Regions from separate parts of the Mus musculus genome. Here region 2 is linked to region 1. A link is a contact called in public Hi-C data. All regions are on one chromosome and are shown on one strand. The core of a region is the stretch at or near the end of the contact, and the rest is flanking DNA. Distances in the headings are between cores, read along the strand shown.

Region 1 (4,447 bases), core at 1,094-3,593:
TGACCAAAGCCAATTTGGAGGAGGAAAGGGTTTATGTCACCTTACACTTTGTAGTCTTTCGTTGATGGAACTCAAAGCAGGAACTTGAAGGCAGGAACTGAAGCAGAGACCATGAAGGCACTCTGCTTGCTGGTTTGCTTCACTGGCTTTCTCAGCTATTGTTCTTACATAACCCAGGCCCATCTGCCTAGGGAAAGTACTGCCCACAGTGGGCTGGGCCCTCCTTAGCAACCCTTAAATTTTCCTCACAAATGGGGTCTACAAGCCAATCTGATGGAGGCAATTTCCCATGTGAGGTTCCTTCTTTCTATGCACATCTAAGTTTGTGTCAAATTGACAAAACTAACTGTGACATGGTAACAACATATACTCACTGTGAGGACAAGAGGTTGGGAAACAGAAAGAGGGAGTTAAATGTTCTCCAATTCTATTAGACTGTGCATGTCTGATGTTTCCTGAATACATTGTGTTCATTTGGGTGGGGGTGTTGTTGTTTTAAAGTGAAATTAGTGTTGTTTGCACTTGTGGCTTTGGAATGTGTGTTTCACTTGACAAATTTAAGGAATTTCAAGGACGGAAGTGGGTGATATTCTTTTTAGGAAATTTTGACTTTCAGGGTTTGAATACTGTAATTCTGCCTTTATCACTCTTTTTAATAAGAAAACCTCAGTTGCTAGGTATGATAGCACACACAGTATGTAATTGCAGCACCTGAGAGACAGAAGCAGGTAGGTCTGTGAGTTCCAGGCTAGACAGGACTATACAGTGAGACACTGTCCCCTGCCCCCTGAAGAGTTAAAATAGAAAACTTCTATAAAAATCTGTGTCGGCTTCATTTGCAAGACATGAAAACATGATACCTATCTGAAGAATAAAAGATAGACTTTTATTTAATGGGTGTCACAAGGCTATTAGAATGTTTAGGAAAGTGAGTCTAGGCTGGACCTCTAGGAACAAGCCTGAACTGATGTATCGTACTGGCTACCTCATTCCCATAATACTGGAGAGAGCGAATCCGAAGGCAGCCACTACAGTGTCTGACTCAAAGACACACACCTTTGCTGATATGTAGGGACACTTCTGCCTCTAGAGCCATCCAGATTTCTGGCTGGATGCACCCTGCCCTCATCATGGATGTCGGGTATCATCTCCTCTTTCTTCTCTACTCTCACTGTTCTGTGGCCTGTGCATGAGAAGCTGAAAGACAAGCAAACACAACTCCACAACTGGGCTCCCCTTCAGAATGACAGGAGCTTAGTCTATCAGTTTCTGTCTTCCAACATTCAATTAGTGCATTTCATTGCCAGAACTTATTTCTTGTCTTGAGCCTTTGCTCTAGACAAGGTGTTATCTAGAAAATGTCATTTTTGAGTTGTCTAACCTATGCCACATAGGGCAGTCCATGCCCACCCACCAGGAGAGTCTGGCGTGGACATCACTAGCCATTGTGATCACCACACAGCCATCCAGGCTCTGGATATTGGACTGCTGTGCCCTTTGTATGTACCCCACATGTGAAAAAGAATTTGAAGGCAAGAGAAAGAGGATCAGAAGGGGTGAGCCTACCCTTTGTTTCTCTTCATATATTCTGCTCAGATCATGGCATCTCGATCTTTCTGTCTGTTTGTCTGTCTGTGTTGTGTCTGCTGAGGCCTTCCCTGGGCACTGTAGTTGCAGTATGATCCCCCTCAAGCCCTTTAGACCCCATCTCTGCAGTGTTTTCATAGCACCGTGTGCTATATAATGAACTCTGTAACTCTTATTGTGTGTCTTCCTCCATGAGAAAGTTGACTTTTACTATTGGAACTTCAGTCCATTGCACAACATCTAGGCATGTAGTAATCATTCATTAAATGTTTGTGACATGAATACATTTCTGTATATATACCTCATGGTACACTCATCTAAGTATTAATTGGGGATTTGTTGCTAGAATGAAAAGTATGCAGAAGTAGTAAAACAGGGTCTTACCCACGTGTCCTTCCCGCAGTCGTCCACAAGCCTGCCATTAGCCTCTAACTCTCCCGAACCGCAAGGTGATACTTGTTCCTCCAGTCCCCTCATTCAACATATCGTCCACTCCATACATTTCATTGGCTCTTCTCCCAGTGCTCTCTTGTTACAGTATGGTCTCTCTAGAGCCTGCAGACTCTACATGTCACCTTGGCGAGGCCTTCTGTCACCGTGGCTTAACCCTCCACCTCATAATCCACCACCCTGTTTTGTTTTCATGATGTCACTGCAGATGCTTCTGTGTTTTATGTTTGTCTCTGTGTTTTATTTCTTTTTCTAATCCATGTCATTTCAATAAGGAGACTCACCAGTCTTTCCGACGTTATTTCTAGTACATGAGTGTTTGATAATGGAATAAACACTAGCTATTATTTTCCACTATAATGAATTCTCTCAGTGCAGTGGATGTAATGTACATTACTTTTCTGGACCAGCAAAGCTGAGCATCTTTTCAAGTACAAATTTTTTTTTTTTTTAAGTAGCTAGTACGTGCCAAGTTGATGTGGAAACATAAATGCTTGGCTTGCCTGTCGGTTTGAGGTGGGTGACTCTTGATCTCTGACCTTGGTTTGCTGATACTCTGTATAATGTCTTAGCGTTTGAAGCCTCCTCTCTCATTTATGTCTGCGTTAGTGTCCAGAAACCACAATTCCTTAGTGACTCTTGCTTTTCATTTTTTGTCGCCACAGCTTTTGGAAAGAACCAACACTGGCTTTGAAGAATCAGATGGCGGTGCTCTCAAGAGTCCACTCCACTTAGCAGTAAGTGAACAGCTGTGGAAAGGTTCCTCTGTTTTTCTCATAAAGAACAAGTTCCAAAAACTTACCCTGGTCTTAAGATGTAGCCCCCAAAAGGCAATGGTCAATGTTAATGATAGCAGCAGGAGGGTTGAAAGCATGGGCTTTCGAGAGAGACTACGTCACCTTCTAGATCTGCCTTCCCAGCTGGTGCCCTTAGATATAGTTACCTACCCTGTCCGCAGTGTCCTCATCTGTAGAATGGGAGCAAATAAAAATATGAAGCCTTTATAAAGTTGTTACCACATAAGATGTAATATATGATCTGATCACCTTAAGCTCTATTCATTTTTTATATAAAGGAAACATCTCAGCTAGAGAGATGTGATTATAGAATAACACATAAACATTAGACCTAGGAATAATCAAATGTCACATTTTCAAATGTCACAGCTAAAACCTGTGTGGGTTTTAAATAAAACTCTGTGAGAATAGAAGGTGCAAGTTTAGAATAGCAGCTCTGTCATTCTTCCTGGATTTGCCACTGGGCCTCAGAGGAGGGCTCTGGCTCCAGTTCTCACACTGAGAGAGCTGGAGGAGCCATTATAGTCCTCATTAGCAAAGCCTCCACTTCACCTCCCCGTAATCAAAGGGAAGATCTTTGACACTCAAACTCTTCAATGGGCTGGGGGAGTTATCACTCCCATAGCCCTGCTTCAAATGGTATCTGGTTCACCCTCAGGGATCAGCAGCTGTTTGAAAGACCCCTGCTGCCTGGCAGTCATACCCAGCCACAGCCAGCTCTCCTGCCCACCAAGCTGCTGAAAGTTGAACACTCAGTCATGGTCTGGTGGTAGAGGTGGAGGTGGTAATTAGATGTATCTTTATTTAGTAAATACAATGGAACAGGATTCAAGAAGAATGGGAAGGGGCCAGGTCTACATTGAACTGGTAAGGTTTACCTATATGATGCCCAAACACTTCTTCAGTGTTCTGGTGAGCCTTTAGAGAGGATGTTTCATTAATAGACACAGGTAGACATTCATGCAAGATGAGAGGAGACAAGGCCGTTATAGAAGGGAGTGTCCAGGGCCAGAGGAGCCCACCCTCCACTGCCTGTCTCCACACATACAGAAGAGCACCTACAGAAGCCCACTCAGAACCTCTAAGACACCCATCAAGAGCACATCCACTATACACATAAACAAGTGCACAGGCACACATACATTTTGAATGCTGTGAAATGAGCCATCCATCTTAGTTCAAGGAGGTAGACTTAAGTGGAGAAGGAGAGTGGATGGTGGGTGTTCCTGTGGACAAAGCTTCATTGCAGTTGGCTGGAAGAGCAGAGAAGTCTGCTCTTTAGAATCCCTGTGCAGCTGTCAGCTGTGCCTGAGCAAAGATTCCCCAGAGCTTGGTATGCACAGATGTAGCTAGCCCTAGCTGCCCTTGGTGGGGCCACGTGGGAGTATTACCCCTTTGGATATGGGGCTGATTGCATTACTACTGAGAAGAGAGTTTCTAGGTGTCCAAAAATTCTATCATCTTTTTTTTTTCTCTCTCAAAAATTACTTGCTTTGTGCTTAGCATGCCAGGTACACTCCTGAGCTCTTTGGATCTCCACTAATAGAAAAGGGTGGTAGAGTCATGGCAAAGACTGGGCTTTGGTAGTGCCTCAGCCGGCAGGGGCCTGAGAA
Region 2 (4,516 bases), core at 240-2,739, 250 kb before region 1:
CTGCACTATAATGATACATATTCATATTTTTGTGCATTTCATATATAATAAGGACATATAGACAAGTTTCTAATATTTATAACATTTTAAAAATTGAAATTAAGTAAACAAAACCATATAGTAAGCTGCTGAGTAGACTTACTGAGTAGACTTACTAAAATCACAGGTTACCATTACTCCAGCAGTGCAGTAGGTCTCTGGGTAGCCTCTCAGTTGGTGCTTTTGAAATTGGAGGGGGCTTGCTTGGTTTTCTTGATGAAAGGAGAGAGTCCAAGCATTTGCTGGATAGAAGTCAGAAGGGTAAAGCATTTTGAAACACAGGCTCTCAAATCTCCCATTGGATATTTAAGAGGTGAAAAGTCTGTTTAATGATCTGAACCTGAAATTTAGCCCATTTATTGTATAAACTTAATGTTGTTGTTTTAAAGTTTTAATGTGCAGTGATTTCTTTTCTAGGGCTGTAACTATGCTGTTATCCAGGACCTAATCAGGAGAAGGCAAACAGACCATATTATTTTTAACATAATAACTCAATATGGAGACTACTTACTAGATGTAAGAGGGCTGAAGAAAGAAGTAAATAGAGAGAGCATAACTTCCAGAAGCAGCTGTCAATAACAGGTCTTGGAGAAGGCGTCCCTTTCCTGGTCACCTGTATTCTTCTACCCAAGGGGTCTGAACCCATCTTAGAGTTTTTCTCTCTCCCTCCCATCCACCCCATGTTTCTTTACTTATTTTTTTTTAATATGATTTTCAAAGAAGTAGAATCACAACACCTCCCCCTTTTTCTCCCTCTAGCCCAGGGGTACTCAATCTGTGGTTGTGACCCCCCTGGGGAGTAGAACCACCCTTTCACTGGGGTTGCTCAAGACCATCAGAAAAACACCGAGGTTTACATTATGATTCATAACAGTAGCAAAATTACAGTTATGGAAACTTTTATGGTTGAGGTCATGCCAACCTGAGTAACTGAGTCAAAGGGTCACAGCATTAGCAAGGTTGAGGACCACTGCTCTAGCTCCTTCCAGATACCCAACCTCCACCCTCTCCCACATCCCACCACGCTCAAGCTGATAGCCTCGTTTTCTTTGATTGTTACATACATATGTATGCATATGTATGCAGAAAATATCAACACAGCTTGTTGAGTCCATTTTTGTTACTTTTGTGTATGTGGTTTCAGGGCTGACCATTATGTGCTGGACATTTGGAACTATAGCTATCTGTAGGATAGGCATGGAGGCTTATATGGTAATCCTAATACTCAGGGGGGCAGTGCAGGAGGAGTGTCACGAGTTAGGGGCCAGCCTGGGTTACAGAGTACAGAGTGAGATCCATTCTCAAAAGCACAGAACAAAGTGGTTTTCCGTAAGCTTCTCCTATAAAGCTAAGAGCTGCCACAGAAACTCTACATCAGACAGTCCTCTCTGCACTCACAGTAATCTCTGTGTGGAAGTCAACTGATTTCCTGTTAGTAACAATGCAGCTTCCCACCCAGGGCCACACCTCCTTTTTGTCTGTTGCTCCCCTAGAGTAAGGAAACCAATGACTCAGGGTTGGCTTAAAATTCAGTGGAACCTGGGGAGATGGCTCAGCAGTTAAGAGCACTGACTGCTCTTCCAAAGGTCCTGAGTTCAAATGCTAACAACCACATGGTGGCTTACAACCATCTGTAATGAGATCTGGCGCCCTCTTCTGGTGTGTCTGAAGACAGCTACAGTGTACTTACATATAGTAAATAATAAAAAAAAAATTCAATGGAACCATTACTTTGTTTTCTGCTAGAAATATCTGTTTGTTGGGTGTTAAGACCTCTGACCCTGCCGAGCTCAAGTGACAGGTTCTAGAAACAGCAATGGTGTGAGTGGACTCTGGGATGTAATGATGAGACGAAATACTTCTACCCCTGTGACCACTGCTTGTTACCCTACGCTTGATTCTTGGACCTGTGTGTTTTGGGATAAATATTTCTGCTAGATGTGGTATGTTGATTCAAAACATACAGAGTACCCTTTCTTTACCTTAAGAAGGGATATGAAAGTTTATTGTGCTTTTTCTTATTTGGTGCCAGAGTTCAGTCTTCAGTAGGCCATCCGGTTCCATCATGTGTCCAGGTCCGCTCTAGCTATGTGGTCTGAGGTCAAGGATAAGACTGGTAAATTCTTTTTTTTTCTTAGATATTTTCTTCGTTTACATTTCAAATGCTACCCCGAAAGTCCCCTATTACCACCCCCTCCCCCGCCTTGCTCCCTAACCCACCCACTCCCACTTAAGACTGGCAAATTCTATTCGTGTGACTCTACTCCTGTATTTGCTTTGCTGTAAGGTCCAAACTATGTTTATTGGTGTTTATTGTCAGAAACATTTTGAGCATAGAGGGAAGCAATGCCTACATTATACGCCTACTATACTGAAAATAAATGACTGTGCCTCCATGATATTAAGGTAGCAAGCAAGGGCAGTGTAAACAACCAGTACCGGGCAACCTGTTTCTTTTGGAAATAAGAACTCATTGGTTGATTTCTGATGCTGTCCGATGGTAACCTTACTGCAGAGAAGCTGTTGAGCTTGCGCACGGACTTCAGTTCTGAAGGATGGATGCACGCATCTAGGTTTCCTCCTTGTCTCCTTTTTACCGATTGCTCCATCTTTGCTGTTTCTGTAGGCTGCTGACTATGCATCTGTGAGTGAACACCAATCTATGTCTCTGGGCACCTCTCAAGTCAGACGAAGACATTTGGTTTGCTGCCAGAAATGACTCCCTTTGAGGAAGTTCCTCACTGGCATTGTAAGGGTGGAATTACCAGCTTGTGCTCAGACACTGAGTACCATCTGTAAAACTTTTCATTGGCTTTAAATTCTTCAAGGAGACAAAAGCACCAGGAGTAATTATCAGATGAATCTAAGTTACCTGCTAAAGCAACTTATGCTTTCTGAGCCTGCTCAGTCTCTTCTGTGCACATTCTGTGTTGGGGGCATTGTGCTGGTGTGGACTCAGTCACATGGCTGGTAGGTCAGACATACTCAGTTCCTAAGAGCAGCTGAGGTTGCAAACTTGATGCTTCATGGCTGGTCAAATTCAGTTAGCAAGCCAGATCCCTTTTCTCAAATGGATTAGTTATCTGTAGGAGAGGAAATGGCTTGCTTTGGAATTAGTGTCTTCTTGATAGCTCTTTTAATCAAGTCCACCAGAGGCTCCATAGAGCATCTCTATTTGCCACAGGCCTTTCCAATGTTTGCTTCCTCTGAGTTATAGGGTTCCCCTATAGCATTGTTTTCTGTAAAAGCAATTCTTGGGGGGGGGTTCTATGCTCCTTTGCTCCCAGATAACTTCAAGGTGTTTTCTACTCCTGATCTGACCCATTTTAGCTCCCGAGTAAATGACACAGGGACCTGGTATTTTTATTAACAAGCTGCAGCAGTAATAGCTGGCAGATTCTGATCTATTCTAACCCAACTATGCTGCTAATACCCACCAAGTTGTATTCAGTTTATAATTGAAAAAAAAAGAGACTTTTTATTGGACTAAAAAAGGTGAATTGTAGAGAGGATATCTTGTTTCTGTGTAGATGTGGCACCTGTTGATAGTAAATCTGACAGTCTAAAGGCTTTGGCAGGAAATAGGAGGTGAGACATCCAGGAGGCAGAAAGGATTCTGGGATAGTGCCAGGTATAGGAGATTTGCCCAGGGAAGAAGTGACAAGATGGATGCATGGTACCTGAGCACAAGTAACCAACCATGTGGCAGAATGTAGGTTAGAATAAATGGGTTATTTTAAGTTATGATCTAGTCAGAGAAGAGCCTAGCTATATGGCAAGGTATTTGTAAATATATTTTGAGACTGAGTCTTATTTCTGGGAGCATGGGGTTGGCAGGAAGAACCAGACAAACTTCTACACTGTTACTTGCCATCTGGTCTTGCCCTGGCTGGCTCTGGTCCACCTGTGTCCTCATGGCTGTTCTGTCATTGCGATCTCATGGCTAATCCTCCTGGTGAAAGACAGGTCTCTCCACACCTTCTCCTTGTGGTTTTCCTCTACCCTCTCCTCTGCTTTGGGACCCCCTGACTGGGATTGGAAGTCCCACCCTGTTCTCTACTGCCCAGCTAATTGGCTGGTCAGCACTTTATTAACCAATCAGAGGTGATGGAAAATAATTTTTATATAACATTGAGACAGGAGATGCTTGGCCATGCCCTCGTGTCTGGACTGCAACCAGATGTGTTGGTATGGAAACAAGCATCTGAACACAAACGCGCACAAAATCATCCCCAACAATTTCCATGCATCCCGAATGAAAAGAGTCCAAGTATGGGCTACTTGGTACATAGGTCAGAGCACACACTCATACATGGTGTATTTTGCTTCCAAAATCCAAAGGGATACAGCAAGTATAATGTCTCTTTTGCTAGTAATGTGCCTTCATCCATGTTTTTAGTTGCTAATAACACAATGCCACAGACTTGCTATGTTATAGAGAAAAGAGATTTATTTCAGTTCAGAGCTCTGGAGGAGT

The links. Hi-C and Micro-C count contacts between places; a contact is called where the count stands out from the background.
Region 2: a contact with region 1 is called in a Hi-C map of bone marrow-derived macrophages, with 22 read pairs. The contact joins the enhancer-like site here to the promoter of 4930444A19Rik in region 1. A contact is called at or near these places in 1 of 39 promoter capture datasets (embryonic stem cells), 1 of 15 datasets of contacts at CTCF or cohesin (the NIH/3T3 cell line), 5 of 484 Hi-C or Micro-C datasets (bone marrow-derived macrophages, embryonic fibroblasts, embryonic stem cells and 2 more), 3 of 115 datasets of contacts at active chromatin or transcription factors (embryonic stem cells, microglia and regulatory T cells) and 3 of 9 other capture datasets (adipose tissue, liver and pancreatic islet).

What each region holds. Positions count from the first base shown.
Region 1 is chr1:54,679,447-54,683,893 of GRCm38.p6, reverse strand. It overlaps 4930444A19Rik (a long non-coding RNA gene), which reads right to left and starts at 2,343. Exons shown (of 4, transcript XR_003948660.1): 1 at 1,972-2,343. Ankrd44 (ankyrin repeat domain 44) reads left to right here. Exons shown (of 28, transcript NM_001081433.3): 17 at 2,703-2,774.
Region 2 is chr1:54,932,079-54,936,594 of GRCm38.p6, reverse strand. No RefSeq gene overlaps it. Among named protein-coding and RNA genes, the nearest start is that of Ankrd44, 8.0 kb to the right of the region's middle. Within about 2 kb of position 1,489, at least 16 of the 459 cell types and tissues checked have an H3K27ac peak or open chromatin away from gene starts, as enhancers often do. A contact at or near this core is called in the NIH/3T3 cell line and bone marrow-derived macrophages, where this site is marked.